5 separate regions of the Mus musculus genome follow, and all the other regions are linked to region 5. A link is a contact called in public HiChIP or PLAC-seq and promoter capture Hi-C data. All regions are on one chromosome and are shown on one strand. The core of a region is the stretch at or near the end of the contact, and the rest is flanking DNA. Distances in the headings are between cores, read along the strand shown. Region 1 overlaps Pknox2 (Pbx/knotted 1 homeobox 2). Region 2 holds the start of Fez1 (fasciculation and elongation protein zeta 1 (zygin I)). Region 3 holds the start of Ei24 (etoposide induced 2.4 mRNA). Region 4 overlaps Pknox2 (Pbx/knotted 1 homeobox 2). Region 5 overlaps Slc37a2 (solute carrier family 37 (glycerol-3-phosphate transporter), member 2).

Evidence for each region. Promoter capture Hi-C pulls out the DNA fragments that hold promoters and counts their contacts. HiChIP or PLAC-seq counts read pairs in DNA pulled down with a chosen protein or histone mark.
Region 1: a contact with region 5 is called in an H3K4me3 HiChIP or PLAC-seq map of embryonic basal ganglia, with 5 times the contacts expected there. The contact joins two enhancer-like sites. A contact is called at or near these places in 7 of 39 promoter capture datasets (the 3T3-L1 cell line, the C10 cell line, embryonic stem cells and 3 more), 10 of 15 datasets of contacts at CTCF or cohesin (CD8 T cells, the G1E-ER4 cell line, the NIH/3T3 cell line and 4 more), 163 of 484 Hi-C or Micro-C datasets (the 63-12 cell line, the AML12 cell line, the AtT-20 cell line and 89 more), 20 of 115 datasets of contacts at active chromatin or transcription factors (CD4 single positive thymocytes, DN3 thymocytes, SST interneurons and 12 more) and 2 of 9 other capture datasets (adipose tissue and embryonic stem cells).
Region 2: a contact with region 5 is called in an H3K4me3 HiChIP or PLAC-seq map of forebrain, with 3 times the contacts expected there. The contact joins the promoter of Fez1 here to the enhancer-like site in region 5. A contact is called at or near these places in 2 of 39 promoter capture datasets (embryonic stem cells and stem cell-derived epiblast-like cells), 10 of 115 datasets of contacts at active chromatin or transcription factors (astrocytes, craniofacial prominence, embryonic basal ganglia and 7 more) and 1 of 9 other capture datasets (embryonic stem cells).
Region 3: a promoter capture Hi-C map of pre-B cells shows a contact between it and region 5, with 2.7 times the contacts expected there. The contact joins the promoter of Ei24 here to the enhancer-like site in region 5. A contact is called at or near these places in 14 of 39 promoter capture datasets (the 3T3-L1 cell line, 3T3-L1-derived adipocytes, the C10 cell line and 9 more), 6 of 484 Hi-C or Micro-C datasets (bone marrow-derived macrophages, cerebellum, cerebral cortex and 3 more), 5 of 115 datasets of contacts at active chromatin or transcription factors (astrocytes, embryonic stem cells, large pre-B cells and 1 more) and 2 of 9 other capture datasets (adipose tissue and embryonic stem cells).
Region 4: a contact with region 5 is called in an H3K4me3 HiChIP or PLAC-seq map of embryonic basal ganglia, with 4 times the contacts expected there. The contact joins two enhancer-like sites. A contact is called at or near these places in 1 of 15 datasets of contacts at CTCF or cohesin (embryonic stem cells), 3 of 484 Hi-C or Micro-C datasets (cortical neurons, embryonic fibroblasts and muscle stem cells), 5 of 115 datasets of contacts at active chromatin or transcription factors (SST interneurons, embryonic basal ganglia, embryonic stem cells and 2 more) and 1 of 9 other capture datasets (liver).

What each region holds. Positions count from the first base shown.
Region 1 is chr9:36,947,856-36,953,494 of GRCm38.p6, forward strand. The region is part of intron 5 of Pknox2 (Pbx/knotted 1 homeobox 2); the gene reads right to left. Among named protein-coding and RNA genes, the nearest start is that of Gm34652, 23 kb to the right of the region's middle. Within about 2 kb of position 2,991, at least 33 of the 459 cell types and tissues checked have an H3K27ac peak or open chromatin away from gene starts, as enhancers often do. A contact at or near this core is called in cerebral cortex, embryonic basal ganglia and stem cell-derived motor neurons, where this site is marked.
Region 2 is chr9:36,829,829-36,835,159 of GRCm38.p6, forward strand. It overlaps Fez1 (fasciculation and elongation protein zeta 1 (zygin I)), which reads left to right and starts at 2,912. Exons shown (of 10, transcript NM_183171.5): 1 at 2,912-3,083. It also overlaps the pseudogene Gm27219.
Region 3 is chr9:36,795,279-36,801,116 of GRCm38.p6, forward strand. It overlaps Ei24 (etoposide induced 2.4 mRNA), which reads right to left and starts at 2,056. Exons shown (of 11, transcript NM_001199494.2): 1 at 1,935-2,056.
Region 4 is chr9:36,930,097-36,935,549 of GRCm38.p6, forward strand. The region is part of intron 6 of Pknox2 (Pbx/knotted 1 homeobox 2); the gene reads right to left. Among named protein-coding and RNA genes, the nearest start is that of Gm34652, 41 kb to the right of the region's middle. Within about 2 kb of position 3,850, at least 96 of the 459 cell types and tissues checked have an H3K27ac peak or open chromatin away from gene starts, as enhancers often do. A contact at or near this core is called in cortical neurons and embryonic basal ganglia, where this site is marked.
Region 5 is chr9:37,228,013-37,233,563 of GRCm38.p6, forward strand. Slc37a2 (solute carrier family 37 (glycerol-3-phosphate transporter), member 2) reads right to left here. Exons shown (of 19, transcript NM_001145960.1): 17 at 5,298-5,362; 18 at 5,041-5,097; 19 at 1,137-3,644. The coding sequence ends at 5,067. Among named protein-coding and RNA genes, the nearest start is that of Tmem218, 23 kb to the left of the region's middle. Within about 2 kb of position 2,024, at least 137 of the 459 cell types and tissues checked have an H3K27ac peak or open chromatin away from gene starts, as enhancers often do. A contact at or near this core is called in adipose tissue, bone marrow-derived macrophages, cerebral cortex and 5 more, where this site is marked.

The sequences.
Region 1 (5,639 bases), core at 1,741-4,240, 280 kb before region 5:
CTGAATAAATGCTTCGTTGAGTAGCACTGTGAAAACCACTTGGTTAGGAGCTCGCTCCCATCACCAGAGCCCTGCCCTTTGCTCCTTAGACCTGATGACCCTGCTTGCTTCAATTTCCCAAAACGTTCAACAGCAGCTGACACCCACAGAGAATGCTTACCATCAGCCAGGTGTGCACATGTGGTGTGTGCCTGCACACGTGTGTGGGAGCATACTTGCCCATGCAGAAGAGAGCCAGAGGTTAATGTCAGATGTCTTCTGCTTTCATTCCCACCTTATTTTTGAGATGGGTGCTTGCCCAAACACCCCCATCACTGCCATTACAAATAAGCACTTGCCCTGCCCTGTTTTGTTTGTTTTTAGAGATCCAAACTCAGATATCCATGTTCCAGCTGCAAGCACTTGAGCCTCTCCCCAGCACCTGCCCCCACCCAGGTTCTTTACTAAGCCTTTGCCTGTGCAATCTAATCCTCTAGGCAGTCCTGATGAAGATACAGTGTTACGCTCACTCACATTTAGAGAGGAGGAAGCTGGGACATAGAAACACTGAGTGCCCAGTTGCGGAGCCAGCGCGTGTACTATGCAGCTGCCAAGGCTGCTATCCTAATTCCGAGACCTACATCACTGAGTGTTTCAGACTGAGTAGGCCAAAGCCACACAAGATGGGCCTATGCTTAAGACCTCCAGGCCACTCAACACACTGCTGTAGGCACTGGGCATTACCTAATGTTATGTAACTTTATCCTGGGTATTAGTGTTTTCTTTTCTACAGTTGAGAAAATGGAGGCTCTGAGAGATTAACTCGCCCAAGGTGACAAAGTTAGTTATCACCACGTCTATTTCTAGAACATTATTCTACTTCCCCTGCCTAGCATGGGTTGCTAAGCTGAATTTGCACCTCCAGCTAAAAGGACTGTCGGGATCAAGCCTCAGGATTCTGTGACCTTCAAGATGCTCTCCTGGGAGTGATCTGACCGATACTCAGATACTTGCTGTCCTGTTTCCTCCCTTCCCCCACAGGTATGGATTTGAGAGGAACCCAGTCTGGATGCAACGGGAATGGGTGTAATATACATAGCACTTTAGGAATTCACCTTGGTTTGTTGAGTGACAGTTGGACTTAGTATGAGATCTCAGGGGGTGGGACACACCAGTGTTGAGGCTCTCTGCTGAGTAGTTCATGGGAACTGGGGGACTGGTTTAAGTCTTCGGTGTGCAGTATGCAAAAAACACCAAGAAAACAGTGGGGGAAAGGGTTTAAAGCAGGGCTTCTGGAATTGCCATAAAGGAGTTCTCTCACTGGTAAGCCAGCAAAGGTTCCTGGACCAGGGCGGATGCTGAGAGTGAGCTTGCGCAAGCAGAGAGAAACAGTACTGAGTAGAATCCCCAAAGCAGAAAACTCTTGGCCTTGGCATTCAGGTGTGGAGCACCATGGCGCTTACACACGTATCCAGCTCTTACTCCACCCTCAGCACTTTCTGAAGTATTTAAGTCATTAAAGAGAGAACATTTCAAGTTAAGATCCCAGAGTTAGACCCGAAGGGACAGACCGGGGAGAGGATGAGCAAGGCCATTGAAAGCTAATGAATCTGCACACAGGATCATCTCCCTCCCTCTATCAGCAATAGAGACTGTGTGCCTGTGACATGGATCTTCGAATTTGGATTGTACTGAGTCCTGTCTGTGTATTTCTTTCCAATTCTTCAGTAGCAGTTTTGAGTGGGTCATGGAAGGTACATTTACAAAACAGAAATTGGCAAATGTTATGAACCATGCTCCTCGATTGTTCCATCCCCTACCAATTGCCAGCATCTCAAACTAGGGCCACAGTGTATTTATGGGGTACTGTCTAACCTATTTAATTAATCCCCTCGACAAGCAATTCAACACCCTCTTTTTTTGTTGTTTGTTTGTTTTGTTTGTTTGTTTTTTGATTTTCGAAATAGGGTTTCTCTGTGTAGCCCTGGCTGTCCTGGAACTCACTTTGTAGACCAGGGTGGCCTCAAACTCAGAAATCTGCCTGTCTCTGCCTCCCAAGTGCTGGGATTAATGGCGTGCACCACCATTGCCTGTCTCAGCACCCTCTTTGCCTATGCTGCTAAGGCTGACTTGTGTAACTTGCTGAGGACAGAGCAATGAGCAGGATAGACAGAAACCCAACTCTGTCCCCATGGAGTTAACAGTCCAGCGAGTGGAAGGCACAGAAATGTTAATCCAGGTGTTAATCCAATTAATTTATCGAGTAATGGAGTAATGGCACAAAGAAATACGGTTAGAGATCCTCCACCCGATTCTGCAGCTGACCCCTAGTGCTTTTTAATGGGGAAGCAAAGCATAGTTGGTTTTACTATTTTTTGGCTATTCAGACCTCCAGCCCACATTTCTTTATCGTAGGTAACTTCAGCACCAACAGAGGGGGGGGGGTCAGAACTCTCAGAGAGGTTCTTGCAGTCATAGGAGAGACAGCCAGTACCTTAGCTGAGCATGCTCTGCAAAGTCACTCTCCCTCCCCCACTCGCCCTCCTCCCCACCTCGCACCTGGCCAGCCTAGCTCCCTGCCACTCTTCTGCTCCCCAGGACATCACGGTTTCCATGGGAACCCACACACTTCAAAGGGGAATGAAGGAGTCTGGAGGGGGAGGAAGGGGAGTGAAAGCTGGATTAACCTCACCCTCTTGGCCCCATCTCAGCTCTGCATCCTAATCCCTCGGTCTCTAACTGCACCTGACACCTGACCACTGTTCAGCAGCGTGGCAGGTGGGGTGTGGCAGTCCAAGTTACATCTGAACTTCCCTGGAAGGAAACAGCAGAGTTGAGGTGGGGGCTGAGAAAAGTGAGGACCATCCAAACCTAAACCTCCTACTCCACAGGCCTCCCCTCCTCCGATCCCCTCTCATCATTGCTCCTGGGCCACAAACACAATTACGCGGGATGTGCATCCAATCATGGGATCTGCTTGGATTAGACTGAAATCATTAATCTGAGCCGGAGCTCCTGGTTGCTTTGCTGATTAGCCCAGATGATGCACCGGTATGATCCAATTAAAGATGGGCTCTGCTCGTCCCTTCCCCCAGCTTCCAGATCAGAAGGGAACCAATACATTTCATTAACACGTCCTTATACACAAATAAAACCTTAGGGGCACTGGCAGGCTTTGTCATACTGTCCCTCTGCCTGCCGGCAGGGCAGGGGTGGGGGGAGCTTCCCCCATCTTTTCCCATCTATAGTCCTGGAAGGGGCCACCGGGAAGACTTCCAAAAAAGTAGTGCTGGGCACTAATATGAATGGAAGGGTCTTGTTACATTTATTGACATAGAATGTGGACTCCCTAATGTGCTTTGGAACAACCAAACTGCCCAAGGCAGGCAAATCTAATTAAAATGACTGACCCTACAGGAGACTGGGTGTCCAAGCAATGGCTGCAGAGAGGGCTGCTGATACTAATAGGAGAGGTGTGAATATAGGAGATAACTCTGGGGGCTCTGGGCCTAGAGGCAGTAGGGCCAGAGAGCTAGGCAATGGTATAAGCGTTAGCTCCAACCTAGCTGCAAGGAGCCACACAGCCATGTTTGCCTAGGAGTCTCTGTATTGGGTCAGATGGTCACAAGTCCGCCTTGGGCAAGTGCTTTTGTTGGGTTATCCCAGGGGAAGATAGGGGATGAGCTGGAAGAAGCATTAATTAAAGGACTATCTGAGTCATACTTCACACGACACGGTGGACAGGACTCATGGGTCACCCCTCCTGTGGACTGGTCTCGTGCGTCAACTCTCCTAAAGCTTGGCTTGGGTACAGCATGAGCCTGGCATCCTGGGAAGGATGCTGGAGCCCAGGAATCTTGCTGTGATGGTCTTTTGGAGTGCAGCTCTGCTTTACATCAGCCACGGTGCCAGGGGTTTACATAGGCTGCTTCATTAACCCCTCTTAAATATGCTTCCTGAGTCTATCATAAACCTTCAGGCTCAGTGAGAGGGAGGATCCCGCTTGCATTTCCAGAAACTTTATTTCTAGCAGATACCATGACTGGATGCACAGTGGTGATTGTGTTTGTGGCCTAGGGGCAATAATGAGAGAGGTCAGAGGAAGGAGGACCGGTGAGGTGGGAACTGGGGGTTTGTATAAATTTGCTCAGTCTTCTCAGCCCTCCACCTTAAGCACCATGCTTTCTCCCAAAGAGCATCCTTTTTAAAAATTGTACTGTTGTCTGTGTATGAGTGTTTTGCCTGAATGCATGCTTGTGTATCACAAAGCCAGAAGAGGGCATTGGATCAACTGGAACTGGAGTTAAAGACTGTTGTGAGCTGTCATGTGGGTGCTGGGAATCAAACCCGCATCCTCTGGCAGAGCAGTCAGTTCTTTGAACTCTCTAGGCCCAAAGATCGTCTTAATGAAAGGCACCCTCTGTGATCTATGCTCACCACACCCACCACCCCTAAGGGTCTGAAGAGATGCCTGAGAACACCCTTTAACGTGCATATGAGTCACCCAGGACCGTGTGAATTTCATATATAGAATCCGGAGGTTGGACTTCAAGATGTTGCCTTTCTTATCAGCTCTAATCTAGTCCTACGATGTGATGCTGCTGGCCCGTGGACCACATGTGGAATAGTAGTTGTCTAGTCAGGCAGTGGTGGTGCACGCCTGTAATCCCAACACTTGGGAGGCAGAGGCAGGCGGGTTTTTGAGTTCAAGGCCAGCCTGGTCTACAGAGTGACTTCCAGGACAGCCAGGGCTATACAAAGAAACCCTGAATCGAAACAACAACAACAACAACAACAACAACAACAACAACAAAACCTAGTATTTGTCTAAATTGAACACTATGAGCCATCAGGCCATGAGGGTAGCTTGCAGAGGTCATTTTCTTTCCTCTCCCTTCTCAAGCTGCTCACAGAGGCTCACACTTACATGAGGTATCCAGGCTCATTTATAGGCAGCTGTGTAATCACTCTTTCCAGACCAAGCTGCTCTGGCTACTACCTGATCCTATAACACAGCAATTTCTGTTTTACCTCAAAGGGCTAGCCTGCCTTCTTCTCCACATGGTGGAGTCCCTTGCTCAGCCAGTAAGACCAGGCACAAACACTGCCTCCAAAAGGAAACCTGCCCATTTCTCTGAGTACACAGTGGTGCCTTCTTATTTGCATATCTATTGGTACCTGGTGTGACAAGTACTGGTGTTTACCTTCCTACCCTACTCTCTCTCTCTCTCTCTCTCTCTCTCTTTCTCTCTCTCTCTCTCTCACACACACACACACACTCTCTCTCTCTCTCTCTCTTTTGTTTTTTGTTTTTTGTTTTTTGAGACAGGGTTTCTCTGTCCTGGAAATCACTCTGTAGACCAGGCTGGCCTCAAACTCAGAGATTTGCCTGCCTCTGTCTCCCAGGTGCTGGGATTAAAGACATGCACCACCACTGCCCAGCCCTACCTGACTCTTTCCCAGGAGTCTAACACAGTGCCTGAAATATTAATAGTAATGACCCTATAGGAGAGTATGAGGGAGGAAGGAAAGGACACTGAGGGAGGCTAGTTTGCCCTCCCTGGGAGTTATCAATGGCAGTTACTGTGAACAGATTCCAGAGTTCTTTGGGCAGAGCCCTGCATTCACAGGCAGCTGGGCCTGGCTTATTCTTTGCACAG
Region 2 (5,331 bases), core at 1,662-4,161, 400 kb before region 5:
AGGTGAACAAGGTCTATTCACCCAAGATAAGGTACCAACAACAGACCAGAGAAACAACTCCACACACATCTGGCTCAGTGAGCATGCATTATTGGGTTATTTGTTTATTGGAAGTACAGGCAAATGGTTACTTATAGAAACATAGCTAACTCAAATGTCATTGAAAAGCCCACTGCAGCATGGGTGACAAATGGTCTTTTCCTTGGAGCTCCACACACAGTTTATAGACAGTGTGGCTGGTTAAAATCTCTTCTCCAGCAATTAATTGTTACTGCTTATAGTAATGGTAGTAGGGCACTTATGAATCTTGTGACTTTCAGGAGATTCCTGAGCCTTGGATATGTCATTTACTTCCTGAGTCTTAGCTTCCCTCTTTCCTTCAAGATGGAACCATACAAATCAGAGGAAATAGCTACACAACATCTCAGTCTTGGGAGGCTGAGACAAGAGGATTACTGTGGGTTTAAGGCATATTGTATAGTGCTTTCAAGGCCAGAATAGACTATAGTCTGAGATCCTGACTCTTAGGGAAGAAGGAAGGGAGAGAGGAAAGAGGGAAGGAGAAAGAGAGGGAGGGAGAGAGGGAGAAAGAGATTAAAGATAGAGATGGTCAGTCATAAAGGTGTCATACACCTTTAATCCTCAGGAGGCAAAGACAAAACAATCTCTGAGTTCAAGGACAGCCTGGTTTATATACTGAGTCCAACTAGAGATACACCATACCAACAGCAAGACTCCATCTCAAACAAACAACAACAACAACAACAACAACAAAGCACCTAAAACCAAAAAGAAAAAAAATATCATTACCAAATCTGTACTGAGTTTTCCTTCCTTGGCACATGTCACTATTTCAGCTGGTCTGTGTGTGTGCTGGCATCTAGACCACCAGTCCTCAGGAAGTGCTTTCAAATCCTCACAAAACCAGTAACAAAATAATTAACACTGAATATCAAATTCCAGGTGTTTTACATCATTTTGCATAATTTAATTTCCATGTAGCCCAGACTAGCCCTAAAGTTAAAAGAGTAAGTGTTTACTCCTGCTTTAGCATCCTGAGTGCCGGGTGTGCACACTTTTGCCACCATGCTCAGCTGGAACACTGGGGTTTGCAAAGACCAAACTCTTTCCCAAAGACCAAACTCTTTCTCAGTTCCAGTACTTTCCTCACAAGCCTCTCTCATACTCTGAATATTGCACATGGAGTCTTTTTTAAAAAGATGTATTATTTATTTTTGTAATAACTATGTGTTGATGTCTGAGTATATATATATATACCACTTGAGTTGCAGGGACACTTGGAAGCTAGAAGCAGGTGTTGAATCTCCTGGAATGGAATTTTGGCTTCTCAGCAGTTAGTGCTCTTCATTGCTGAACCATCTTTCTAGATCTAAGAAATAATTTCTAGGAGTTGAGAAGCATGCACAATAATTCCCAGCAGCACATAAAAACAAAACAAAACAAAAACAAAAAACAAAAAACAAGCCGTGGGTATGAAAGTACACATCTGTAGTCTCAGCACTCGGGAGGTGAAGGTGGAAATATCAGACGTTCAAGATCAACCCTTGACTACATGGTTTGAGCCCCCACCCCAACCTCCACTACACCTCGTACCACCATCACCAATCAAAACCAGCATAGAAAAGTGCATTAAAGCTTCTGCTAAGGAAGTAGCCAAGGGTCATAGCTCCTCCTCTCCTTCCTAGAAGTGCATTGCATGAGTTCACTCCCTTAATCTAACAACAGGCCTCGGAAGTGGGAGGTATAACCCTCATTATGTTGATGAAAACGTGAGCCGCAGCAAGGATAACTTTCCCAAGGTCACAAAACCACATGACGCCAGAAAAATAGGGTTTAGCATCTATTTCTTGTTTTGCGTGTGTGTGTATATAGGTGCAGTTGCCATAGTGCTCTTGTGGAGGTTGCAGGACAATGTTGTGGACTCAGTTCTCTTCTAGCACATTCATGGGAGTCCCCAGAGTCGGGTTCAGGTTTAGACAATGAGCACCTTTCACCTGCTGAGCTCTCATGACCACTTTTTTTTCTAACAAGAAAAACACCCTCATGTTTCTAATTACCAGGAGGGCAGAATGGCTAATACTTTTTCTAATTTCATCAGAGATGATGTCCCCCTGCCTTCCCTGCCCCTCATGATTGAACTGTTGTGATAAGAGTGCATAAATCAACATAGGGAAGACCCCCTTCACCTCCCGGCTGTCATTCTTGGTTTGGCCTAAAATCAGACAAAATTAGGAGGTGTCACCAGGCAGACATGCCTCTCTTGTGCTGTCTTTTCTCTTTTCTTTCTTTTTCTTTTCTTTTTTTTAAAACTACATTATTAGATTTTATATGAATAGCATCTCTAAGCACAGATTTACATACAGCACATCAACGTGTGAGGTGTAAAGTCTGAAGTCTTTCTATTCCTGGATCCCCCTCACTCAAATTTCTCACTTGCATTCCACAGTTTTGGATGACAAAATTATTCCCACCATCCAGCCCCCTCACCTTGGAGCTATGAACGACTTTGGAGTAAGGCGCACCTCTTGGCTTGTCCACTACAACCCCTAATAGAATAGGAAGGGCAGTCCAAAAAGTGCCAGAGGCTCTTTGAGTGTGTCTGTCAGTATCTGCCTGCCCATCTACTCCATTTGCCTGCATTTTTATACAAAACCTAGTGTTGGGCCATCTGAAGAATCCATATTGGTAGCGATTGCACGCCCCCATCTCGGAGCTTCTGAATATTCATGTGGGAAGCAGAAGGGCCAGTATCAAAGAAGGGAGGAACGGCAATTCATAAATATTAATAAAGGTAGGTCCACGTGCTCTAAGGAAGCTATGAGTGTTCACGACAGGATGACGTTCAGGCCCTGGGCGCGCCCGTTAGGCGGGTTCCCGAGTGCGGGCGCGCCTCCGGGAGCCCGGGCACGAGCGCGGGGACCAGGCGCAGCCGGAGCAGCGGGGGAGCGCTCGCTGGCTGGCTTGCCCGCTGACGTTGTGCTGCACCGGGCCACCTCTAGTCGGTGGTTGGGGATGTCTGGCTGAGCCCTGGGATCCGATTCCTTCCTCCAGGACCCGCTCAGGTGCGGTGGTGGGAAAGGCGATCTTAGTCTGGACTAGCCCCAGTCCTGGGGGCGGGTGTGTGTGTGTGTGGGGGGGGGGGGGGTCGAATTCGGGTGGTGAAGAAGACCAGAGGATTGGAGATTCTCTCATAGGATTCCTCGGGTATGCGCTACTCTCATCTCCTCTGGGTCTTTTCCTCAGAAGTAAAAAGAAGGGTTCGTGGGCCGTCGTCCTGGTCTTTCCCAGTCTTGCGGGAGCTCAAGCTCAAGGGCCCCGGAGTGGGTACTGGTAGCATCATCTCAGAGCATCGTGTGTGTGTGTGTGTGTGTGTGTGTGTGTGTGTGTGTGTGTGTGTGTGTGTGTTCATGTGCAACACAGTGCCGGGAAACCCTATCTGATGGTGCTGGAGCAATGTGGACTCCATATGTCATTCCAGGACCGTTATGTGTTCCGCTTATCTTAGGCGTCTCAAAATCATCTTTGTCCCTACGAATCTGATCCTGCAATCTACTTGTGCCCCTCCGCGGCGTGTGGAGCCTTCCTCAGACGGGGCATTCTCGCAGTGTCAGACCCTCTGGCTGCAGTCCTCTGGGAGCGATTGTTTTACTACACAGAGCAGGTTGGAGAAAGGACGAGTGTGACGAAAAGGAGTGTGCAGAGCCCGCCCTCATCCTTGGGGCCCAGGGTGCTGCAGAGCGGAGGTTCAGCTGAAGGGGTGTTATACAATCCGTTCTTCTTGCCCTCTTGTCTTTCCCTTTGCATCTTGTCTCCAAGTACGACTCACCCATCCCGGTGACCAGGTCTTATTTGGCAAAGGGAAGACAGTGGAGTATGAGCAGGGGCTGCGTGGGATGAGCCGTGCATCCTCAGAGTGCCAGCCATTGTGCTGCCTAGAAGAGCCTTTCTTTACTCCGACAGAAGAGGGAGAGGAGGTCTGAAATGGAGGTGAATGGAACAGAAGGGGGGGGGAGGGTACCGAGTCCGGTGAAGGGGTTGCTGAGCCATGTGCAAATGAGTATTTATTCTTTCTGGCAAAATGGACAGCTTATACTAGCCAGGTTTTGCAGAAGAGCAGTGGGAGTCTGGAAGTGGATAACAGAGGGCATTTTAAGGATCTATATGGGAATGGGAGGGGAAGCACAGAGTCAACTGGTCTACAGAACAAGTGATGGAAAGACCAGGGAGATGGGATGGCATGTGTGGAGGTGCAAAGAGGCCCAGCAGGGGAGGCACGATGAAATCTCCCTCTCATCCACCATGCATTCAGCTCAGTGAAGCAGACTGGGGACTTGTACTGCAGACCCAAGCTGCAGCTTCTGTACTGTTAGGCTGCAGGGAGAGGCTTTTTCCCATGTTTCCTTCCGAGTGTCTGTTGAGGACTGTGCGTTCCTCTTCTAAATTACACCACATATTTGGAGTCCTAATAAGTGGAATAGATTGTATGGAACACTTACACTATAGTCCTGGATTGTGTTCAATAATAAAAAGACGAGTTTCCCATGATCCCTCTCTGCCATTTTCACATATTTATTTATTTTGGAATCACAAAGAAGATGGCTATTCCTTTTATTAACATTAACTTGTGTGTGTGTGTGTGTGGCAGGAGGGTGGGAGGTGTGAAGACAGAACCCTAGATGTCACATATGCGCGGCAAACGCTCTGTGGCTTAGTTGCTCCTGTAGCCTTAACGTTAGCTTTTAAGGGAGGAGGACTTGGAGAGAAGCTAAGGCTGAGGAGCCAGCAAACTTGCCAGGATGGAAGGATGCAGGGTTACTTCAGACGTTTCAGATGAGAAGTGAAAGCAGTCTACCTAGAGGAATAGAAAAGAAGATGGACTAGAGAAAGAAGGTAGGGGGGCCAAATGAATGGGATATGCCAGCACTCCAAGCCTGGGAACCCCTTCTTGAGGTTTGACTCTCATTTACTCTGCCACAGCCCCAGATACAAATGCTCCACTCAGGTTAGAAACCATGTTAATACAAATTCCCAATATACAAGCTCAGTTTTAGCATCATCTGTCTGATCATTCACAGAGTACCTCACGGCTCCTGGGTGATGAGTTGCTGAAAAACCAATACTATAGATTGAAAACAATATTATAGATTGTTTCAACTAACAATGTTTCTGGACTCTGAACCTTGATATCCATGTCTTCTTTTATAGCCATTTTTTTAAACTTTTATTTTTAAAAAGTATTGGCTGTGTGTATGTGATGTGTGTGTGTGAGTGTAGACGTGAATGTGCCACACAGCACAAAGGTCAAATTTC
Region 3 (5,838 bases), core at 806-3,305, 430 kb before region 5:
AAAAGTAGTTAGTGCTCTTAAACATTGAGCCATCTCTTCAGCCCCTATATATAAATAATCTTAAAATACTAGTCTCTCAGCTGGGTAGTGGTGGCGCACACCTTTAATCCCAGCACTTGGGAGGCAGAGGCAGGAGGATTTCTGAGTTCAAGGCCAGCCTGGTCTATAGAGTGAGTTCTAGGACAGCCAGGGCCAGAGAAACCCTGCCCCCCCCCCAAAGACTCTCAATTATTTAATTTCTTTAAAGTGAACTCTCAGGTGAATGGAAAGTCTGCTTGCAAAAATATGAGATTTTAGGATTCCAAAGTTATCATGCCCCACCAAATCAAGCTTAGAATCTTCAATTTAAGAGATAATAAAATATAATAGTCAGCTTGTATACAACTCAAACTTCAAAACATAAAGGATACTTTCCTTGACCTCTGGCCACTTCAGCACCACACTGACCCAACTGGACTGATGCCATTCAGAACTGGACAAACAGGGAGTACAGTCAGAAGGCTGCCTGCATCTGCTCCTTACGTCAAATCCTACCCAAATGTGCTCACCTAGAGAAGTTCCTAAGGTTAGGAAACATCTGTTACTACTCCCACTCCCCCCTCCTAAAAAAGCAGAAAAAGAAAACCTCAAGAGCTTCAATCATGTGTACAGAGAAAGCCAGTGCTCTAGGAGTTGTGGTAAAAAGCAGTCCATGACCAGGAAACTAGTAAATGTCCAAGACACTAAGGTATATCACAAATGTACCACCATCTTAAGCAACAACTTGCTCATCTACAAATAAAGGGTAGCATATTAAAATTCTTCACGGGATAGAGTACGACAGAATAAACAAAGCTGAAAAAATTCTGGATAAATGTAATCCTGTTAAAGAACACACCCGACTTGAGGTGAGAAAATCCATTACTCTAGTTTTCTCCAAGAGCCCAGACAGGGAGCTTCAAAATCTGTCATATCCCAGAACCACTGTGTTATTTGACTCCTTGGCAGATTAATACCCGGCTTCTTCATGTACCAACTAACAAAGTACCAGTGACCAAATAGAGCCTTTAAAGGAAAGGCCATTATTATACCGTGGGCCTAACAACTTTTCTATGGGAGAGAACATTTGGTATGAATTGCCCTGTTTAACAAATTGCTGAGACAAGCAGAAAAATAACCTTCCACGATTTGAGACCACACACTGACTGACACAAAGGGCTCTAACAACAGAGAAAACCAAGATGCATCATCTGGTTCACAATATTTTACATATAAACGGTTTGTCAACAGTGAGTGAAAGCTAATTACAACCAACTTTGGAACTTCAGTGTTCTAACCGAGACTGGACTTTTTGGCTTAAGCTTTGCAACGAGGATTTTTGTTTAACCCAAGCATCACCTTCCTTAAACCTTGAAACACTGCTGGCCAATAAATTTGACAGTCTTTAGAACCGATTAAGCACCTACTGAGACATACTCCTGCACTTTCATTCCGAAGCCACCAGATTCAAGTCCCGGAAGGGAGGAAGCCAGTGTTTCCCACTCCAGGTAGGGAAAAGGTAAACACCCTCACGCATCACCCGGCCACAGGCTGCCTCCTGGGCAACCTGGGGTACTCGGCCCCTTCTCTCCCGCAGCGTCGGGGCAATTGGGGTGAGAACCCGTCTTCCTCCCCAGCCACTGCCGCGCACAAGGTGCGGACCTCGCTCACTGAGGGTCACCGGAGCTAAAGATAGCCCCGCCGCACCTGGGGAAAGCCTGAGTCCCGCGCGCCGCCGCCAGGCCTGCCCCTGCCGCCTTTCGCGTCCCGGGCCCTTCGGGGGCCGGGGTCCTTGCCGCAGCCCCTTCCAGAACCTTAGGAACTAGCTCCGGCCTGCCAGCCCTCGATGGGCCCTGCCGCCCAGGCTGCGATTTGCAAGCGGCTCGAGCCCACTGCCCGCCGCGGCCTGCACCTACCCCGCCACCCTACCGCCGCGGCTCCAGCCAGGGCGCTCGCCCACCGAGGCTCGGTTCGCCTGCTCCGCGCCCGGCTGCCCGCTCCGCCCGGGCGCTCGGAGAGCCGGGGCTGCGCCCACACTGGGCATGCCCGGGCCGCACGGGGCAGCTGGGAAGTCGGGCGGGCAGCCTGCCGGTCGCTGGGCAGGGGCGGGGCTAGCGAGGTAGGGCGGGGCCATACCGGGGGGCGTGGTCTGGGAGCCTGGGAATTGTAGTTGGCTGGACCTCAGAGTCCAGACTCATTCTGGGTATCCAGGTCCAGGATTCTAGACCTTTGTTGCCTCCTAGTCAAACCCCTTCTCACTGTTGAGCGATCGTTAACCTCCTTAATCTATCTACACATCAGTGCTGGTCTTTCTGATATCCTTTAAGAACAAATGATGAAAACAATAAAATAGGAGACACCTTGATAATTTGGAGGCTTTCTATAAAGACTAATAAACCAGGTATGGTGATGCACACCTGAAATCCCAGCCCTTGGAAAGCTGAAGAGAAGAAATGGTCCAAATTCGAGTCCAGCCTTGGCTACCTAGTAAGTACCAGCCTTGGCAGAGCTGTGTAACAACATCTTGATTCAGAAAAAAACAAAAGCAAAAAACAAAAACTCAATAGAGTAATCAGTTATCATGCACATGCAAAAAGCCCTGGCTTCAAGTCCAAGAATTATATTACACAGGGCATGATAGTACAATCTCAGCACTTGGAATTTGGAGGCAAGAGATCAGAAGTTTGAGTGATTCAGAATATAAGGCATCAACCACTTAGGTAGCATTTAGTGCGGATTGTAATGATGGAATGGCTGTGATAAAAAACAAGTAGAGATTGCTGTTTTCAACTGGCTCATTTCTAGCCTGGCTCCATAATTTCTTGTCATGAAACTGTAGGAAAAGCCACTTTTACCCTTTTCAGGTTTCTCCTTTGAATTTAAGAAACAAAACCCAGAAAGAGTCAAGTATAAGAAAAGCATACAAGTTAGCTAGTGAGTTAGTAGTGACTGACATATAAACCCTGAGAAGGGAATGAAGAAGATTGGAGATGGGTTTTCTTTTATTTTTTGGAGGGGGATGGAGGGAGGCTGGAGACAGGGCTTCACTCTATAGCTCCGGCTGTCCTGGAACTCACTCTGTAAATCAGGGTGGCCTGCCTCTGCCTCTGCCTCCCAAGTGTTGGGATTAAAGGCATGCACCACCACCCAGTTAGTTTAGTCCAGAGGAACAGAACTTAATGAATATATATGGGGTTTATTAGAATGACTTACAGGCTGTGGTCCAACTAAACCAACAATGGTTACCTGTGAATGGAAGGTCCAAGAGTTCAGCAGTTGTGCACTTCACAAGGCTGGGTGTCGAAGCTGGTCTTCAGTACACGCTGGAATCCCAAAGTAGTAGGCTCTACTGCCAGTGGAGGAATGGACTTGCCAGTGAGAGCAAGAGCAAGCAGGAAAGCGTGAGTTCCCTTCATCCATGTTCTTTATATAGGCTGCCAACAGGAGGTGTGGCTCATATTAAAAAAGAGTCTTTCCACCTCAAAAGATCTTGGTTAGGAGTCCTCGCGGCTGGGTGTGGTGGGATGTACTCACTCCTTTAGCTCCAGTACAGGGAAGGCTGAGGATTAACATTAAATTCGAAACCTGGCATGGCGCACGCCTTTAATCCCAGCACTTGGGAGGCAGAGGCAGGCAAATTTCTGAGTTCGAGGCCACCCTGGTCTACAGAGTAAGTTCCAGGACAGCCAGGGCTACACAGAGAAACCCTGTCTCAAAAAACCAAAAAGGAAAAAAAAAATTAAGTTCGAGGACACCCAGGACTAACACCCTGTCTTGAAAATAGAACTAGCTGTGAGGACCAGGCTGGCCTTGAACTTAGAGGTCCACCTGCCTCTGCCTCCTGATGCTGGGACTAAAAGAGTGTGCCACCAGTTCCCAGCCCAAATGTTTTTAAATGCCATTGTGCAAAGAATGGCAGTTGTAGAGAAGTGGTGGGTGGGGCTAAAGAGAAAAAATCGCATTTTGATAAGGTTTGGTTTGTACCCCACCTATTAACTATTTTTTAAAAATCTAGCCCAGTTAGACGTGTATACTGGACAAGTGCTTTATCACTGAGCTAAATTCCCATCCCCTTCAAATTCCTATTCAAGTTACTTTTAGAGCAGCAACTCCCTGCTTTTAAGAGGGAAAGGAAGCCGGGCGTGGTGGAGTATGCCTTTAATTCCAGCACTCGCGAGGCAGAGGCAGGCGGATTTCTGAGTTGAGGCCAGCCTGGTCTACAAAGTGAGTTCCAGGACAGCCAGGGCTATACAGAGAAACCCTGTGTCGAAAAACCAAAAAATAAAAAGAGGGAAAGGAGAGGATAATTGCCCCTCTTGGCCTGGCAGTGTAGCTCAGTGGTAGAGACCTGACTAGTCTTCCTCTGGCCCCACCTTTAAGAGAACTCCTTTCTTGCTGGTTTTGTTTCACTTTTAAGTGCTCTTAGCTCACAATTGCCCTTATAGAAAAATGGCATCATTTAGGGTGGCCTATTTGCTTACTCTCTGAACTATTCTGCCTCTTCTAGAAGACTTTGTTCCCTACTCCCAATCTCTTCTATGGCTCTTCACTTCTTTTTCTTCTTATTTCCCTTTGCCTTCACCAATGCTTAGACCTGCTACTGATCGGGTCATCTATAGAATCAAATGCTTATTATAAGCCATTATTATTATTATTCCTACGTGGAAAGAACCTGAAACCCAGATGTCAAAGTCAATGGCAAAACAAATGCCCAGACCTCTCAGATATAGCATAAGTGAGGTGGCCATTGCTACAATACAACATCATGTCCAAAAGCAGCTTGAAGAGGAATGTATTTGGCTTACAGTTTTATATCACATTCTGTCAATGAGTTAAAGTCAGGACAGGAACTTGAGGCAGGAAGTGAAGCATGAAGGAACATTGCTTACTGACTTGCTTTACGAGGCTTGTTTGGTCTGCTTTCTTATAACACCGAGGCCCACCTGCCCAGGTGCAGGATTGCCCTCAGTGGGTTGGGCTCTCCACCCCAATCATTATTCAAGAAAATCCAGCCTTACAGACTTATCAACAGGCAATCTGATGGAGACATAGTCTCAATCAGGGTCCTCTTCCCAGGTGATTCTTTACCTAACAAACTGACAAAGAACTAATCAGGACAGCTCTCTTCTATTTCAGTGGACTAACATTATTCCCTGGCCCAAGTTCAAGAACCATTCTAGAATAAACTTCCCCTTTCCCTGGTGTGCCCAAATCTTAGCTTCTTGTTCAAATCAGCAAGATAAAATGGAGAAGGGATCAAAGCTTCCAAAAGTAAAGTCCCTGCTGGTTTCAGTGTTTGGCACAAATCTGAAATCATAGCATTGGAAAGATAAAGACTAGAGGATTCCAAGTTCAAAGCTAGCCTGGGCTATATGAGAAAACCCTGCTTTTAATATATATCTATACATATCCTGATGATAGTGGTTCAAGACTTTTGCCCTGTACAGGAAGACAGAGACAGAGGCAGGTGGAGCTGTGTGAGTTCAAAGACAGCCTCGTCTATTTGTAAGTTCCAGGCCAGCTAGGACTCTATAGTGAGACTCCGATTCAACATAATAATGATAACCATATCATCATTCTGGATTTACATATGGAAACACTTAAGGGGAGAAACTCTTGTTTTCTTGTTTGATTCAGCCATGGGCAATAATCTCTGCTTTGATGAAATAGATCTGGACCTGGGGATTTCCTCTCAAAGTTTCTATTCTCATAAGTCTTTTGACTCATTTACCCTACCACTATGATTCCCATAAGCTTTAAAACAGGCACATATGGGCTGTTTATAATCCTAGCAATCAGGAGGCCCAAGAAAGAGGATTG
Region 4 (5,453 bases), core at 2,600-5,099, 300 kb before region 5:
GTTTCCTATGGCTACCCTATTCGGCTACTGAAAGAGTGACTTCTGGGGTTCCCTCTATATTCGCAGTAAGTGAAGCATCCTTCATCCTATGTGTCTAATTTGTGTTGTTTTGTCTCTAAGAGAGAATAAAATGCTGATTTATTAAACAACTTTTCCCCCAAATGGTCTGGATCATAGAAACTTACTCCAAATCCTTCAGCATATTGACAATGCCCCTTTATTTTATTTTTAAAAAAGATTTTAGTTTAGTTTTGATTATGTGTACATGTGTGTGTGAGAGAGAGAGAGAGAGAGGGTTTGAACACGTGAGTGCAGATACCCACAGAGACCAAAAGAGGGCACTGGATCCCCTGGAACTAGAATATAGGTGGCTGTGAGCTGTCCAGTGTGGGTGCTGGGAACCAAACTCAAGTCCTCTGAAAGAGCAGTGAATGCTCATAACTGCTGAGCCATCTCGCCAGCCAGAATGCCACTAATCGAACACCACCACTGAGTGTAAAGAGTGTGCCCTTAGTTTCCACTCCCCAGGTTTCGGTGTGTCAGCTTCTCTCTCCCCATTCTGTTTCAAAATAAAAAGTCTGCTTTCTTTGAAAATGGCCCTTTCAAAACAGCAAATCAAGATGCAGCCTCACACTGCAGTATCATATACTCCCACAGTCCCAGGAAAGTATCCAAGGCAGGGACAACTTATTTCCTAAAAAGCAGCATGCTGTGATGTCCTGAATTTATTATTTGTTACCTGGGCATTTTGGAGAATAAGCCTTATCTATGTAATTTATGATAATACCTACAGTTTAAAATTGTTATGAATATTGAGTAAGATCTTTTTGTAAACGTTTCTGGTATGTAACCCAGGTGTTTAATAAATGTCAAATCCTTGTCTTCATGCCCACACAATGGCCACACACAGCTTCAAGTTCTTTTCTAAATGGTCGCCCCTCTTGTAGGTTTTGGCCTCTTCATTTGATGATGGCGACTCCTTGTCTCTCAAAACATCTGTAAACACAGCAGTTTACAGCTTGCAAAAGGCTTCTCTCCCCATTATCTTATTTGAGTCTCTTCACCTCAGGGATACAGGCAAGATTATCCATCACTCTGCTAAAGATAAGGGAACAGGAGCTCGGAGATCAGATAGCCTGCTCCATTCCTTGCCTTGGGGGCAAGCTCCTTCCATTTTCTCTTTCTGCAGATTGGGAAGGTAGGTGCTCTTGTAGGGAAGAAGTTTATATATGCACATTTCTAAAGTGTGTGAGCCTGACATTTCCTGGGGGTCACTGGAGCAGCCAAAGCTAAACCATAATGAAGAATGTTTTCAGCCTGCACCAGCCTGGCTTGGCCAGTTGGGAGTGCCGGGTCACTAGAATAAAAAGGGGAACACAGAAGAAAGGTGAATGTCAGGGGCTGGAGGATTGCCAGACAAATGGATATTTTATGGAAACTACCGTGCATGGCAAGTTAAAGCACATTTGTGTCGAGGACTGGCACTTCCACTTGGATGGTGTCAAAATTTGGAGAAGCAGTGAGGGACTAACCAGAGATCACAGGCTGAGCCTCTCCAGTTAGACAAACTTTTTTCAAACCCAACTAAAGGTGTAACTTCTTGGCTACAGTATTCTTGGTCCTTGATTTCTCTCTCTACTAAATGGGGATAACAGCTCCCTGCTGGGCTTGAACGAGAATCTGAGGAGACGAGTGGGGAACTCAAGGAGATGGGTTTGGAGGCTAAGAGGTTTCTGTCTCATACTTAGAACAATTCGTAATCTCTGCACTTTCACTTCCTTAGCTATGAGATAATAGTGACACACTGGTCAAGGGGTGATTGAGCTCAGTGGCAAGTGCCTGCCTAGCACATGCAAGGTTCTCCGTTGACCTCCAACACCACAAAATAAATACAAAGGGGCTCTCAGTCATGGTGAGGATTGAAGGAAATGTAGTTAGAAAAGAAGTAAAGCAAAACCTGACTCCTCTCCTAGAAATCTCTCTCTCTCTCTCTCTCTCTCTCTCTCTCTCTCTCTCTGTGTGTGTGTGTATGTGTGTATGTGTATGTGTGTGTATGTGTATGTGTGTGTATGTGTGTGTATGTGTATGTGTATGTGTGTGTATGTGTATGTGTGTGTATGTGCATGTATGTGTATGTGTGTATGTGTATGTGTGTGTATGTGTGTGTGTGTGTATGTGTGTATGTGTATGTATGTGTGTGTATGTGTATGTGTGTGTATGTGTGTGTGTGTGTGTATGTGTATGTGTGTGTGTGTATGTGTGTGTGTGTATGTGAGTTTAGAGTTGGAGCTGCATTTCACAGCTTCGTTCTCTGCTCTGTTTTGTTCATAGTTGCATGATCCCATGTGTTATCTTACTTCCTAACATGAGGACTGCAGGGCTGGAGAGATGGTTCAGATGGTAAATCGCTTGCTACACAAGCATTAGGACTTGAGTTCTATACTCAGCACTCACATAAAAATGATGGGCGTGGTGGCCTGTGCTTATAATCCCAGTGCTGGAGGGCTGGAGACAGAGGGTCCCTGGGATGTTTGGATAGCCAGTGTAGCAGCCAGGCCACCAGAGATAAAACCACACACACACACACACACACACACACACACACACACACACACACACACAGACAGTATGCAAGAGAGAGAGAGAGAGAGAGAGAGAAATTGAGAAGGGGAAGTGGTCTGAGAATTGAAGCAAGTGCCTCCAGCAAAATGGGGATAATATTGTTAATATTAATATTAAGCTTTGTGAGTTTTAAATAAGATAATAGATGCAAATAACTTAGGATAGCACCTGGTACCTGTAAGTGGTCTATAAATGTTAATTATCATCATCATTGATATGCTTATTTCTCTTGCTGTTTCTGGTGTCTGTGAGGTTTTCAGCTCCCTTCTAGGCAAGAGCCTGGACTGGAGGATAAGGTGAGTGACTCTCAGATCAGGGCTTGCTGAGGTCTCTGTGGGCCTACAGCTCTGAGCTGGTTCCTTCAAGTGACTCCTCACTCCTAGCCTCTGGCCTCCAGGCCTGCCTCTTCAGAGTAGGCCCAGGGGCCTGGGAGGCCCCATTTTGGAACTGGCTTTGCGGTCAGGCAGCTATAATCTGTCCCTGGAGCCACACCAGAGTCTCATTAAAACGTGCCCCATAAATGTTAAAAAATTTACACATAAAAAAATTCCATGCATGAAACTGAAACCGTACGTTTTACAGCCTTAGTTTGAAATCTTGCATAATATATAAAACCTTGGCCTTGCACCGGGGGCCCGTAAATCAGATTTTATAAAACAAAAAGCTTTTACCTTTCAAAGGGGTTTGGGGAACTTGCAAATTTTACAAACTTTACCAAGTGCCAGTCAGAGGCTGCTAGGCCCAGGGAGGGTGTCGGATCTGGAGGCCAGGTTAGAAAGAAGCATGGTGTAGGAACTGTACTATATCCCAGAGGGGTCACCAGGGATTCCTGATTTAACCACCTGAGAATAGAAAGCTGCCCCCGAAATGGATCTGGGGAAGGTCCTAGTCGGGGCTCCAAGGAGATATTGGTTTCATTCTCTTATGTGAAGGCTTTATTGTCACCAGGGAGAGGCGGAGTGTCAGTGGGAGAGGCACAAAATCAGGAGTCAAAGACCAGGGTTCTCTTCTATGGACGTGAGGATCGCTGTGAGTAAAAGGAGATGGGAGTGGACATCTTTCTAAGGTTGGGTTTCTAACCCCAACCTTTTTGTAATTACGTTTTCCTCACAGTAGAGGCGCTGTGGAGCAGCAAGCTTCCAGGATTCCCTCCCTCAGAAATCTCTAACTTGGATCCTCTCTCAGAAATTTGGGGCGGTACTGGGAGAGCTGACTCAGCTGTTTCCATGGAGACTTGTCAGGAAAAGCGGCTCTGGGAGACTGTGAGGAGCACGGGAGGGTGTGACAGGCAAAGAGCTACAGGGAGGGAAGGAAGAACGGGGCTTCCCAAGAGGTGGGAGAAAGCAGGGGAGGGTCAGAGAGGGGCTGGAGGAGGGTGTTCAGAGGGGCAAAGATTTGGGGGAATCCAGTGCCCTCCCGACAATCTCATCTATGAAAGTCAATATTCAAGGGCAAAGGAAAGCTGCCCTCACACACACATATATAAAAAATAAATCTCTCAATTATCTCAGCTCATTTGCTTGGGGTCCCTCATTTTATGTCCCTGCTTGGCTGCGCAGTATATCTGTCCGGAGAAAGAGTTACAGTCCGTTGGGCTACGTGTGCGGGGTTGTAAAAAATACAGATGCCAAATTAACTGGCTGTGGCACTCGGTAGCTGATTGAGCTGGTAATAACGGGATCTGACCTTTTTCTAATTTCTAATTATGTGCATCTCGGCTGTGCTGGCGACATGATTCTTGTCCTAATGATGGCTCCTGTGCTTGGCCTCTGTGTCTCCTCCTTTTGACATAGGGCTAGGAACCAATGGCAAAGGGGACTGTTGGATTTCCCTATCCTACCCTAAACGTTTCAGGCTCCTGACCATGGTGTGTCTTTGACAGCCAGGAGGTAAGCCTGTGGATCTAGAACACGATACCACATTGAGATGAATTTTCAGATGCAAAACATTTTTAAGGGCCAAGTCTATGAGCCATCCAGTTAATTTATCCCAGTCGCATGAGTTGGGTATAGTTAGCTGTATAGATGAGGAAACTGAGCATCAAGGGGTTCGGTCACCAAGGTCCTACCGAGAATAAATACTGACGCAAAGCTCATTACATGTGTGCACGCGTGCAGTTACCCTTTCTCAAGCATATCCTGACTTTTTGAAAGAGCTGTCTCTTTGCTCCATAGCTGCCTGAGGCTAAATTTGAGACTTTCCTTTCCAAATTGCAAAGTCTCCTAATTCCAACTAGCTGAGGAGCAGGGCAGGGCTAAGTTAGCCTGGCCCTCCACCAGCTGGAGGACCAGCACACTGGAATCTTCGAGACTGCAGCCAGGGTTCGATGCCTGCTAGGGAGGGAAAGAGCCAGGGATGAGCAGAGGTAGACTTGGGAGCTTTCACTAATATTCCTTGCAGCCAGTAAGAGCTTCTTCCCCGTCTGAGCCCTGCTCCCACTTTTAAATCATCACCAGACCGCAAACCTCCAGGCCAGTGTGGGTTCTCCAGGTAGCATCCAGTGCAGTTCTTCACAAAGTACTGCACTGGATGCCAATAATAGCGGCAATGTGAGTAATTTTCAGTCCAGAATAATGCCGAAGTCAGCCATCTGCCCTGTAGATGTACTGAATATGTGTGTGTGTGTGCACACGTGTGTACTCATGTATATGTGTACATGTGTGTGTGAGAACATGTACTTTCTTTTATAGTCACTTTTATTTCCCAAACTCTTTTCTTTTGGGGAAGCTAAATTCTGGGCAGAAGAGGCCAGCACTACTATCAATCAGTGTGTCTATGTTGAAGAGCACATTTGCAGAGTTCACATACAGGAAAAACAAACAAACAAACAA
Region 5 (5,551 bases), core at 774-3,273:
CAAAAGAGGGCACATCCCCTTTAGAGTTATTTCTAAAAGGATGGTAAGGATGCTGCTGTACTCGGTGCTATGTGGCCACCCCTGTATACCTGTTAATCTTTGAGGTTTTTGGCTCATGCACGTGCACATGCCTGGTGGATATGTATGCATGTGGAGGCCATAAGTTAACCTCAGGTGTCATTGTCAGATGCCATCCATCTTGATTTTTGTTTGTCTTAGGTAAATTCTCACTGTCTGGAGCTTACTATCTTCCTGTTTCTGCCTCTCGAGTGCTGGACAATTAACTTGCCCCCATACTTTTCTTCTTCGAGCGTGTTCTGGGAGTCAAACTCGGGTCCTCATGCTTACCCGGCAAGCATTTTACCCACTGAGCCAGCTTCCCAGCACTGGGAGCTCCAGTTTTTCTATGCTTCTGACTGTAAGTCGGTCATGCCTGTTTTGCACTAATGATGCGTATGAGTTTGCTATTGCTGCTGTAAAACATTACAAACTTCACATGGCTTAGAACAATGCACATGTATTATCTTACTGTCTCACAGGGCTAAGGACAATACTGTAGGAGAGATTCTAGGGGAGGACCTATTTGCATTCTTTAGCTTCTAGAAGTCCCTCACATTCCAGGGTTGATGAGCCCTTTCTGCATTCAGAAATCAGCAATGTAACATCTTCCACTGTTTTCCACCCCTGCCTCACTGTCATTCATGAGAGCCTTGTAGTTATCCTGGGCTCAGTTGACAACCCATCTCAAGAAGTCTCGTTTATCATGTAGCACAATATATTTATGGGATCTAAGAATTAGGGTGTAGACAGTCTGGGGGGGGGGAGGCATTACACCTTCTACAGGATATAGGGTTCCATTTCTTAGCTGTAAGGATGGCCTCCTTCCACCCCCAAACCTCCCTTATTCCCATAGCCTCGTGGACAAGGTCGGTTGCTTTGTCTAGGTCTCATGGCTCCCTGCAGCGGCCCTCCCCACCCTCTGTCTGGTCCCATGTTTAGGTCCTTCCTCACTCCTTCAGTGAAGCCTTAAAATTCTCAGCTCTACAAGAGGCTCTTTCCCTTCCAGCTACTTCCCACCTGCCACTCCTCATACACACTAGCCCAGCCTCCCAGTGGGTCTCTAAAGGAGAAACACAAAGAGTTATTGCCTTTTAATTACACGTGCTATTGTAGCATCTATAAGGAAGAACATTTTAAGCTTAATTGAGACCAAATGTGAAGTTAAATTAAATGAATAACTAATTAAGGTAATGTTCCTGCATTAGCCCCGTGTGAGTGCAGAGGCCTGAGAGAAGACAGGTACCAGGCCTCTAGTGAACAAACTGTGCGCAGAGCTGGCGTGTTGGGGGGATGAGGAGGGTGCAGAGAACCTGGCCTGGCAAGCGAGTGCAGAACGGTCCATGGGGGTGGTGATCCTCAGCCTTTGGGGTTTTCTCCAACCCTCTTCTTACACCTCCAGCCTAAGCCTTCATTTTTGAAGCCTGGCTCTGGGCTCTCACAAATCTTTTGAAGCTTTCTAATGACTCTCTTGCCTGCCTGGAGTGCATGTGTGCGTGTGTCCATGCTCTGGTCCTTATCCCAGCATAGGACAGCATGACAAGATTTATATTAGCTTCTTCTGTCTTCTGCTTCTCACTGCCTTTTCATATTGATCATCCAAGGCCCTTGGATTCTTCCTTCAAATACTGTCACACGTGAAGCCACCAGGATCGCCCCTACTGGCCCTGCCCACCAGTCCTGTCGCATCAGGTCTGAACTAATGAATGATGTAGCCCTCAACTGAGGTCATTGCTTTGTAGCTTGTGTTGTTTCTATTTTCATAGTCTGTCTTCTCTGCAAAGGAGACAAGAGCAGCAAGTGTGACTAACACTTATCTCCCTTCACACCAGTCCCATGCCTTGAGCAATGTTATTCCCCTGTGTAGATGAGGAGACAGGAAGAATGTGGTAAGTAATGAGGCTGAGATAGAGAAGACCTCCTAGAACCACTCCTCCCACACTGATCTCTCAAGAGGCTGTGTCAGGAAAGCAGAGTCTTCCTTCTCTGCAGAGGAAGGAATAGCAACCCTGCCTGCCCTGGACTCTACTACGGGATGCTATCACCATCTAGTGGCCTACAGAAGTAACACAGCTTTGCCTTAAAGTCTGTCCTTTCCACATAAGGTCAGTCTTTCTGGTCTTGAGGGATTTGTGAACACTGAGCAGACTACCATGTGCCAGCCCCTGCCCTGTACCAGGTCCTGAGGATAAGATGTGCCTGACTGACTGCTTCCTGCAGGACTAAAGTGAGAACCAGGCAAGTGAGCTTTATATTTTATTGCTGAGGCCAGTGTATCTAGCTAACACACTGACTGACACAACATCCTAGTAAATGCAATGGATGTATCTTGTATGGGGGTCTAGGCTCCTGCTGGATTGCACAGTGTTATCAATGTCATGAGCAATGCCCTCTGGGAAAGACAGCTGTCGCAGCCCCAGAACACCAATCTTTGTTGTTCATGTGACAATGCTTTACTGCCCCTCACGAGCCCCATGGCTGCTGCTATGCCAGGCCCTACCAAGGATAAGCAGTGGCACAGTTGGCAAAGGAAATCTGTATTGGTGCTGATGGGCAGCTTAGAGGTCAGGCGGAAATGCCAGGAGTCAGCCTGGCATGTCGTGAACCAGGACTCAAGAGCGGAAGGAAGGGGCATCAGAACACCAGGCAGAGGGTGGCTGCAAGGTGTCTCCTAGCAACTGCTCAGTAGCAGTTACGCAGATGTTTCCAGTGGTATCTTCATTTCTTGCTAAACTTGGCACCTATGTTCAGGGTTAAGTTCTTCCCATAGCCACTTCCTGTTTGTTCTTAAAGGACAGCTGTCATGACTTGAGCACCCAGTGCTTAATTCACACTGGCATTTGCAGTTGTATACAACACCTTAGTCTTCACCAAACTGACCCTGATGTCTTCATCCACTGAGGCATCTTAAGAGTGAGGCAAGGAAGGTACTGGGCTCTGAGGGTGGACACGGTCAAGAGCCCGAGAGCAAGTTCCCCTACATTTAGTACTTATGACAGCTCCCGTACCCCATCCAAGCCTTGACTCTGCAAAGGCAGCACTAATGCTTCAAAGTGGCTGAGTTATCAACAGGATCGAGTGGAGGATAGATCAACAGGGTCCTACTTGGAGAAATACAGAAAGAATAGTTCATAGACAGAGACAGACACAGAGACAGAAACAGAGAGAGAGAGAGGCCCAGCACCTTTGAAACAAGGTGAAATCCCTCATAGGTACAGGATAATTACAGAGGTTTATAATTTAACATGGGAAGGAGAGATGCACCTTTTCCAGGCCTTGGAATCCAAACAAGCAAGAGTCTGAACCTGTCCTTCCTTTCTGCTTTCAGCCCATTCCTTCTGATTGCAGTTCCCAGAGCTCAGGCCTTGAAGTCTGCCATGTTCCCATGCTTGGTGCTCAGCAGCCCCTTCCCATAGAGTTTTCTGTACCCTTCCTTAGTGGCAATGTAGCTTGGGGCTAGACCAGTTAGATCAGGAGGCTTTGCCTCTCCCTGTGATGGAAGCTTCCATTCTCTTGCTCATAAGTTGGGTACCCAGCAGGGGTGGCCCATGTTGCTCTTCCAATTGAGGCCTCAAATTTGTTTGTACCTGCATGAACAGAGGGTGGGATGGAAGAGAAAGTAAGCCACAACTTAATAAGCTTCTGCCTTTCATGTCTACTGTTCGTAATTAGGGTTCCCCTTTACTTGTTGGGCAGGCACTAACAAGCCAGAATAATATGGGAAACAAAGTGTTTCTGCCACATTTGGCCACTTCACAAAAAGCATCACTCCCTATCTCATTCTCTCTGTGCCTCAGACCAACCCTGACAGGCATTTGAGGAAAACACCCCCATTATGTTCAATGATGCAGAGCCTGAGGAGTCTGCCAAGGTCTTAGATAGAGGTGAGTGTACAGAGAAACCAAGAACCTCAGGGACTTCAGGTTCTCAGCCTAGAGCTCTCCTTGTCCCAGCCATTTCTTAATGGGCCTGCCAGGAAGAACCAGCCTGGGAGAGCTGCAGTGCCCAGAAAGACAAGCTACCTCCACAAACCTGGGTTCCGCTTTAGGTTCTGCCAGGACTGGCTCCTCACTTCAAATGAGAATACCTGCCTCTCAAGGAGGCTAAGAGGTGAGCCACAGGGAGGTGAGCCTGGCCTCCACTCCAGATCACTACATACTTTTCTCCCTTTCTGCTTTTCTTTCTCTTCCTGGCTCCCTTCAAGCCTAGCCCAGAGAATGTAGGTGAACAGAGAAAACTCATGCTGTCCAGTCCCCTGCTCCCGTCCTCCAGAGCAGGGCAGGGCGGGGCGGGGCAGACCCTGTGAATGCCTGCACATGCACCCCTGCTTCCTGCTTCCCTGCCTGTGTGACGCTTCTTAAAGTGCAAGCGCTTCCCCAGACCGTGTGGGCTACCATGACCCCAGGAGATGGTTCTTCACATTTACCATCCAGCCCAGGTCCAGGCTTTGCCAGCTCCTTTTCTTAGTAAGACGCTTCTGCCTGAAGAGCCAGAAAGGCCCCAGGGACAGTCACCCAGTCACCAGCACCTCAGCCTCTGACTCAGTCACTGACCTCTGCGACTCCCACACCCACCACCTCTGGACACCAGGCAGAAACCACACCGGATTAAGCACTGTTTGCAATTTGTTCCGGAGGCTTTGATTGGTAGTTGCCCTTTTCTACACAGCCCAGGCAAAGGGGTCAGATGATTTCTGACATTTAGGAGGCATCTGCAGCTCTGCCTCAGTTCAGAGAAGAAAAGATTCCAGATCTCTGGCCCCTTTGCCCTGCGGGTGTGTTCAAAGCCCTCTGTAGCATCTCAGATCCCCTGAGAAATAGGTCCCAAGCACCGTGCTCTGACTAGCTTGAATCTCCAGGTATGGCTCCCAAGGAAACAGAGAAAGCTGGCGGGCAGGAGGGAAATCACACGCAGGAGAGGAGCGGATTCCCATGCAGCCCACATTCCGATGGCGTATTAGTCATACTTGAAGAAAATACTCACAAAAGTCATGGGACTTGAGGAAAATACTATCGCGGGTGGGTTAGGGCCAGACTAGAGCTATGGAGACACACGGGGACAACAGAGGCAAGGTTAGTAGTTCCGGAGTGGGATGGGGTCCAACAGCACATCAAGGGGCGCTGCTTCAGGGTTCCTGAGGCCCACAGTGGACCAGCACAGACTCGGCATGGAGTAACTGAGCCCTGGCTTGAGTCCTAGAAGTGAGGTTAGGAGAATGGCTTCCACTGTAGGAAACTCACCCACTGCTTCTGCCGCAGGCCGTCTTCCAGGCCAGGATCTCTTTGTACACCAACCTGCAGAGGAGCTGTGGGGGTTCGAGGTAGAAAGGGAAGGGAAGACACTGTGAGCTTCCAGGCTCAGCTGATCCATGGGACAGGTGGCTGAGAAGTTAGTGGAAGAGCACTCCTCACAGGAGGAAGTAATTCTGAGCAAAGGGCAGCTGCCATTCTCTCCACCCCAGGAGTCCCAGTGCTTGCTTTATACCAGAGTTCCA